2 separate regions of the Ovis aries genome follow, and region 1 is linked to region 2. The links are chromatin contacts, called in public Hi-C maps. All regions are on one chromosome and are shown on one strand. Each heading gives the region's core, a stretch centred on a gene start, on an enhancer-like site or on the middle of the called end of the contact. The rest is flanking DNA. Distances are from core to core; before and after follow the strand shown.

Region 1 (3,469 bases), core at 101-2,600, 280 kb before region 2:
ACTGAATATGGAGTTGGCTCCAGCGGGCTCAAGTTTAACCTTTCCGTAACACCACCAAGAAGCATGCTGGGAAGGGTTACGAGGACTCATGGGAGAGACAGCAACAGACTAGGGGGGTGAGCGTGGGGGCTGAGACTGGGAGAATTCTCCTAGGACTCAGCACCTTGCTTAGTCCTGAAGGATGGAAAGAAGTTAGAAGGGCAAGAAGGGTCAGAGGTGGGAAATATGATTAACCAGAAAGGGGAAGGGGATGTTCAAGTGCTCAAAGGCCAGAGGGATCACAGCCGGGCATAGGAATGCAGAGTGGTACTGTACATGCGGATCCTTGAATTCTGGTTGGACTGAGGGGTAAGGTGGTGGGCAGAAGTCGAGATGAGAATTAAAACAGGAGAGCTTTCTAATGCATGCCAGAGAGCGTTTCATTTAGAAGGTTAAGGGTAGCCAGTAAAGGATTTTAAGCAGAGGTCAGGGTGGTAAGCTGTGCATTTCAGAAAGACCACTGTTTGTTTAGGGAATCTGCAGCGAATGAGAGCCCAGGGTGTGGCAACAGGGTCAAATGTGAGACACAGGACTAGTTCTGTGAAAAGGGAAACTGTTAGTCACTCAATCCTGTCAGACTCTTTGAAAGCCCATGGACTGCAGCCCGCCAGGCTCCTCTGTCCATGGAATGCTCCAGGCAAGAACACTGGAGTGGGTAGCCATTCCCTTCTCCAAGGGATCTTCCCAATTCAAAGATCAAATCTGGGTCTCCTGCATTGCAGGTGAATTCTTTACCATCTGAGCCATGAGACTAGTTAGGAGACAGTGCTTGATAATCCAGTAAGAAACGAGGGCACAGGTGAAGAATGGCCAATGAGGGTGGAGAGGAGGGAATGGATGTGAGAGCTGTTACAGTGAGTGGAAGACTGACTGAGTCGGGGGAGTGAAGGACAGGGAGTGTAGGGAGTGCTCATGGTGAAATTATACTTACACGTATCATTATGATGTGGTGGGGCAGGGGAAAAGGGGGCGGGGCTGGGAAGGAGAGGGAGAAGGGTAATGAGAGCAACTTAGAACATCATAGAGTTTGAAGTAACAATGGGCCATCCAGATAAACGTTCCAGTAGGGAGAGAGGATTGGCTAAATGAGTCTATGGCTCTAGAGAGAGGCTTGGGATGGGGAAATAGGTTTTATATTTTAATCCCCCTGTGGTATTTGAGGCTCTGGGGTCGTGCCAGTTTTCCTCTCTTGATCCAAATTCACTCTCTCCGCCCATTTTCAGATGCTGAAGTTGGGACTCTGCAAACCACGTTTCTGCTTTGCCAGTTGCCTTTTCTGCAGACTTTGCCACCAGAGGGCAGCTGTGGGGCTGAGAAGGGAGAGCTGAGGCTCCCTTCCTCACTCCAGCAGTTGCAGTTCTGCCAGGAGTTGTCAGGCCAGTATACAGTTTTTCTAACACTTGCGGAACCAGCTTCCTGTCGCTTGCTTTTGAGGCATTCCAGCCCCCAGCTCTGACCCTTTCCCCATAGTCCAAGTCCCACCTCAAGGGGCCTCTTCTCTAAATGCTACTTCTTCCTTTTGTACCTTCAGTCCTGGAGGTAGAATTTCTTCCTGCTATACCATTAGAGTTCTCTTTTTACCCTTTCAGTTAACTAGTTAACAACTTTATGCCTAGTTAACAACTCTATATATTAATATATCTCAGTTAAAGTAACCGATGTGGTCTGTCTCCTCACCAGACCCTGACTTTGTAGGTGAATATGGGGAAACCCTAGGAAAGTGTGGAGGGTAATGAAGAGAGCTTTGCAAAGGACCCTGGGGCCACCTATATTTAAGGGCTGCCAGCCCTTAAGGAGTGGACCAGGGAGATGCTAGAGAACCCAGAAGATTCTGTGTCTAATGGGAAAAAATCAACCAAGGAAAGAGAGAACATTCAGACTAGAGAGAGAATTATTAATGGGGCAAGGTTCCTGAGAAGGTGGAGGGAGTAGGCTTTTTCCTGGAAGGGAAAGGAAAGGAATGAAGGCGAGTGAAGGGCAGATGGGGAGGTCATGGACTGAGGGTGCAGGATGTGGAGAGGAGGTTTGCAATGGCCTCTGAAGAGGATGGAAAAGAGGGCCAGGGGTTTCCTGGGGGACAGCACCGAGGGTCGGTGGGAAGGGGTAGTCAGAGAACAGGAAGTTGACACGATTCTAATCCACATCACTGTGTGTGTGTGTGTGTGTGTGCTCTTAGGACAGAGCAGCCTTTTGTAGGGTGTTGACAGTGAGATTACCTCAAGGGAAGGAGTTTGCGCCCGGTGCTCAAGAGATGTGGGTACGAGCATGAGGGGGATTGCGTGAAAGACCCTGGGCTGGAAAACAAAGTGAAGCTCACGGGGGCTGATGCACAAAACCACAACTGTGTTTGAGCTTGTGAGTGTGTGCATAGGGTTGAACTCTCTTTAAAGCCATAAAAGGAAAAGTTTCCAAATATACTCTGGCCAGGCAGAAGAAAATCCCCCACGGAGACGGGACACTAGTTTTAATAAAACGTGGTGGTTCATTTTTAGTTCCAACCTAATTTACAAATTACCCAAGTCAAACAGCTTATAAATCTGTATATTTAAAGTCCTTATTTATTTAGGAAAGGAGCTGTTTTTGAGAAGTAGTGTAATAAAAAGCTTAGAAAACTTTAGAACACCTCAAATATGAAGAACCAGGGATATTGTTGGAAGGAACACTACTTTTTCTTTTACTATTTAAACTTTCTTGTGGCTGAGATCAAGTCTGATAAGCACTTTAACTCGGGCAAATAACGACAGTAATAAAATACTATGTCACTGCAAAATATACTAAATGCCTAGGCTTCCGAACTTTTCCAATAATTTTCTTGTAAATGCATTTGTATGGGGATAGTTTCCCCCTAGGACAGACTATAATTTAAAAAGCTTGAATTCACTACAGCCCAATAAATTACTATTTCCCCTTAATGTTGGCAACTAGTGATTTATTTTAGTCAAATTGCAGACCTCACTAGGCATGCTTTACTGTATCTGTACTTATGGAAGTACATATAAAAGGAAGACTTTTTAGTGTATTATTTGGAGGAAACATAAAAGCTATTAAATTCATAAATTAATTTGCACTTGAATTCCTAGTTGCTCTGATTTGTAGAATGTTTTGTTCAAAATGGCTGTTATACTTGCATTATCCACAAGCAACTAAAATATACAACTATTAGTAACTCTTACATTCTTGGAACTTTGTCATTGCTAAATATTTTCAAACGTGTCTTTTTCATTTTTGCAATCCTGATTATGGAAAGCTATTTATATAATTTATATCTGAGACTCACTTTTTCATTGACACAAAATCTATTTTAATGCTTCTCTTATCACAGGTTTATCTAAGAAGGGCGTAGGAAAAACATTTAAGCTGAAAAAGGTGTAGTTTTCTTTCATTCAGTCATAGAGGCACTTGAGAATAAAATGTATCCAGAAAAATGTAT
Region 2 (3,675 bases), core at 184-2,683:
TTAGGGAATTCCAGGTTGGGAAGAGAAAAAAAAAAAGATGTGATGAATCCTGGTAGCTTTTTTTGTCTTAGGTTTATTTATCACAAAGCAACTTGAAGAGATGATCAGCTTTCTTCTTTTTATTTATGAAAGGACAGGGTTGTGGTTGTTAAGTAAATCCCATTCTCTGGCTTTCCCACTTAGCTCATGTTTCCAGCTCAAAGCGTCATAAATAACCAATGAAGAAAAAAAAAAATACTGCCTAAACGTTAGGAGACAATTTCCATAAACGTTCCCATTAAAAATGCATGATTGGTATGAAGACTTAATTTAGTCAGCGCAGTGTTTTGCTGTGGTCATTTTTTTTTTTTTTTGGCATTGTCTGTCTTAGCTATTTAACTTTGAAGCCCACTAAAGATGAAAAATGGGCATTTATGGAGCAGGCACATATGGCTTTAGCGGTTCAGTTGCTGACCTGGCATTTCCCCCTGTGTAGCATTAGCCATTGTGTTCTCAGCAATGAGCTTTAACCAGCAAAAGAATCTCAAACCTGAGAGGTGGTGGAGAGCAGAGGAACAGCAGATGTTCAGTGATGGTACAGACATTGACTGTATTATTTCTTTTGCCTGTAAATAAACTAACACACAGGCTTCCCAGGTGGCGATAGTGGTAAGAGACTCTGGTTCGATCTCTGGGTTGGGAAAATCCCCTAGAGGAGGACATGGCAACCCACTCCAGTATTCTTGCCTAGAGAATCCCGTGAACACAGGAGACTGGTGGGCTCCATAAAGTCCATAGGGTCGCAAAGAGTTGGACATGATTGAAGCCACTTGGCATGTGTGCACGAACTAACACACAGCTAACTGCTCCTTCTGCCCTGCCTATGTGAGTTCTAGAGTTGCGCAACATTTTGCCAGAGATGCTCACTGAGGTTACTGAGCTTTCTGAGTCAGAGTCTAGTAAACTAGATTTTCATTTCATGGAAACCAAATAAGAGCCTTCGCATGATGCACAGAAGGACCTAGAACAGGCTACTCATTACTGTCATTGCTGTTTAAGCCAGCTAAGGAGCTTCTGGTTAAGTAGCATTTTTTTTTGTCATAACATGCTAGTAAATATCCTGAAATGCAGATTGTGAAAAGTTAAAGTTGGGAATATAAGCAATATAAGTCCCCCTTTTTTTTCTTGGCTGTCAAACTTTTGTTAAGTGTGGGTAGGCTGCTGAGGTTTCTGTGGGAAATGTCATGTTGGCCTTGGGAGGATTGCAAGGCTCAAGTTGGGCGTAATCCGGGATCTTGGAGTCTGGAGCTGTTTGGCTGCCTGGGAAGAAGTGTTGAGAAAAGTCCCCTTTATTTCCACTGGGATGGGGCCATGCCAAGACTTATTTTCTTTGCCTTCCAGCACCAAAAGTGTAAGGGCTTGAGATATTTCAAGCCAAACAAGTAAATGTGATGAAGAAAATGGCCATGAAAGGCTAAGGATAAAGAAAGACCCCACAGTTAGATAGGAAGCAGTAAGTTTAGTGTCTCTGAGGAGAAAAGATCCAGGAGAATCTAGGTAGATTGGGGCCAGAATTTTAAAACAAATTCTGATCAGTTTATGAATAAAGTTCTTCTTCCAGAGTATATTCCAAATTTTTTAAGGGTTGAGGTTCTTTGCTTCTCTGTGTCTTCCACATGAAACTTTCAGCAAGGAACCGTCCTCATTGTAATGGTTCAATACATCTATGGACTCATATGCTACTTACAAAATATTCTTTTTGTGTTTTGCCTCTGTGTAATTTTGAATACAGACTTCTTTGGTGGCTTAGTTGTAAAACCTGCCTGCTAATGCAGGAGACATGGGTTTGATTCCTGAGTTGTGAAGATCCCCTGGAGAAGGACATGGCAACCCACTCCAGTCTTCTTGCCTGGGAAATCCCATGGACAGAGGAGCCTGGTGGGCTATAGTCCATGGGATCGAAGAGTCAGACACAGCTTAGTGACTAATCAACAAGATATTTTGATTGCGATGACAAACTTAGAAGCTTAGCTAAGTCACTTTCTGTTCTGTAAAGGATTCCTATGAATTAAATGTAAAATGAGTTTAGAAATAACCACACCTAGTCTGTCCTCAGAGAAGGCAATGGCATCCCACTCCAGTACTCTTGCCTGGAAAATCCCATGGATGGAGGAGCCTGGTAGGCTGCAGTCCATGGGGTCGCCAAGAGTTGGACACGACTGAGCGACTTCACTTTCACTTTTCACTTTCATGCACTGGAGAAGGAAATAGCAACCCACTCCAGTGTTCTTGCCTGGAGAATCCCAGGGACGGGGGAGCCTGGTGGGCTGCCGTCTATGGGGTAGCACAGAGTCAGACACGACTGAAGTGACTTAGCAGCAGCAACAGCAGCAGCAGTTTCTGTCCTGCCAGGAACCTTTTGGATCTGAAAAGTTTGGAGAAGCAACATTGCCACCTTCTGGTAGATATGTATCATATTTCTTTCCCACTGATGGCACTCCTGCCCCTTCATAGTTTGTATTTATGTCAGTAAAGGTTTAATTTGCTTTGAAGTTTTGCCAACTTAAAATCAAGTCTAAATAATATCTTAGATAAGACAGATGACTATTAAAGCCCTGTAAATGAGGCCCTTGACTAGGAGAAGGTTATGATTTTGATACTAAAGAAAATCTTACTCCAGGCCCACTGTGATGTCAGTTTTAAGACCTACTATATTACTAGGGTATTCTCATAGACCTTTAGCATGACCAAGAATGTTCTGGCATTAGGGCTAGGGATTATGGGAGTGGGTAAAGGAAGATTATGATGAAAAATTCACATACAAGTTTAGTAGTCACGAAAAAAAAGGTGGTCATCCTGCCTAAAGTGGTGAAGAAGTGAACAAGACTTAGCACACTGTGTTTTCGGATTTTCCGCAGCTGTGTTTACAGCTCATCTTACTTGGGGTTAAATATTTTCCGATACAGGAGTAATTGTGACCATAACTATAAATTCTAGGAGACAGTTCCCTGGAACCTTATGTGGACTCAAAGCTTCCATTGGAGTTAGGCATATAGCTGGTATAAACAAGTTTCAGTTTCCGGAATGAATGACTGAAAATATCTTTTCTTCTATGATTCATCTCTAAAATACTCTGCTGGTACTCTGAAATATTGCTGGAAGAGAAAATAGCTAATTTTTCTAATCTTTCTTATCGATTCTCCAATCCAAACCCAACGGCAATTCATAAGGACAAAGTGCTTCTAAATGGATCCTATTCATTTATCTTCTTCTTGATCCATTTAAGGAAATACTGAAGATATTGGAATAAGCATATGAGACTAATATCTTTTCAAGGAAATGCTGCAACCATTGGGGATTATTTGCCTATAGAAATATATGCACCTTTGACTAGGTTGTTTCATAATTCTGCAGAGATGAAAGTTACCTTGCAGAAAACTGAGAGCAATGCAAATATGTCAATAAACATACACATAAGTTTTGTGCAGGGGAGGGTTAATTGACTTTCTTCCTCTCTCCCTAAAAAATTCACCAGTTTTTTGTTTCCATTTGCAAATTATTTTCAATATTCCTAGATTACCTTCCAGTGTTATCAATGTTTAACTTCTAAAATCCAATAGAAAGCTGAGCGCTGAAGAATTGATGCTTTCAAATTGTGGTGCTGGAGAAGACTCTTGAGAGTCCCTTGGACCGCAA

The links. Hi-C and Micro-C count contacts between places; a contact is called where the count stands out from the background.
Region 1: a Hi-C map of mixed tissues shows a contact between it and region 2, with 5 times the contacts expected there. The contact joins two enhancer-like sites. A contact is called at or near these places in 9 of 16 Hi-C or Micro-C datasets (blood, hypothalamus, liver and 6 more).

What each region holds. Positions count from the first base shown.
Region 1 is chr7:69,742,447-69,745,915 of ARS-UI_Ramb_v3.0, reverse strand. All of the region lies in intron 6 of L3HYPDH (trans-L-3-hydroxyproline dehydratase), which reads left to right. Among named protein-coding and RNA genes, the nearest start is that of GPR135, 47 kb to the left of the region's middle. Within about 2 kb of position 1,350, at least 13 of the 54 cell types and tissues checked have an H3K27ac peak or open chromatin away from gene starts, as enhancers often do.
Region 2 is chr7:69,466,274-69,469,948 of ARS-UI_Ramb_v3.0, reverse strand. No RefSeq gene overlaps it. Among named protein-coding and RNA genes, the nearest start is that of DAAM1, 62 kb to the left of the region's middle. Within about 2 kb of position 1,433, at least 4 of the 54 cell types and tissues checked have an H3K27ac peak or open chromatin away from gene starts, as enhancers often do.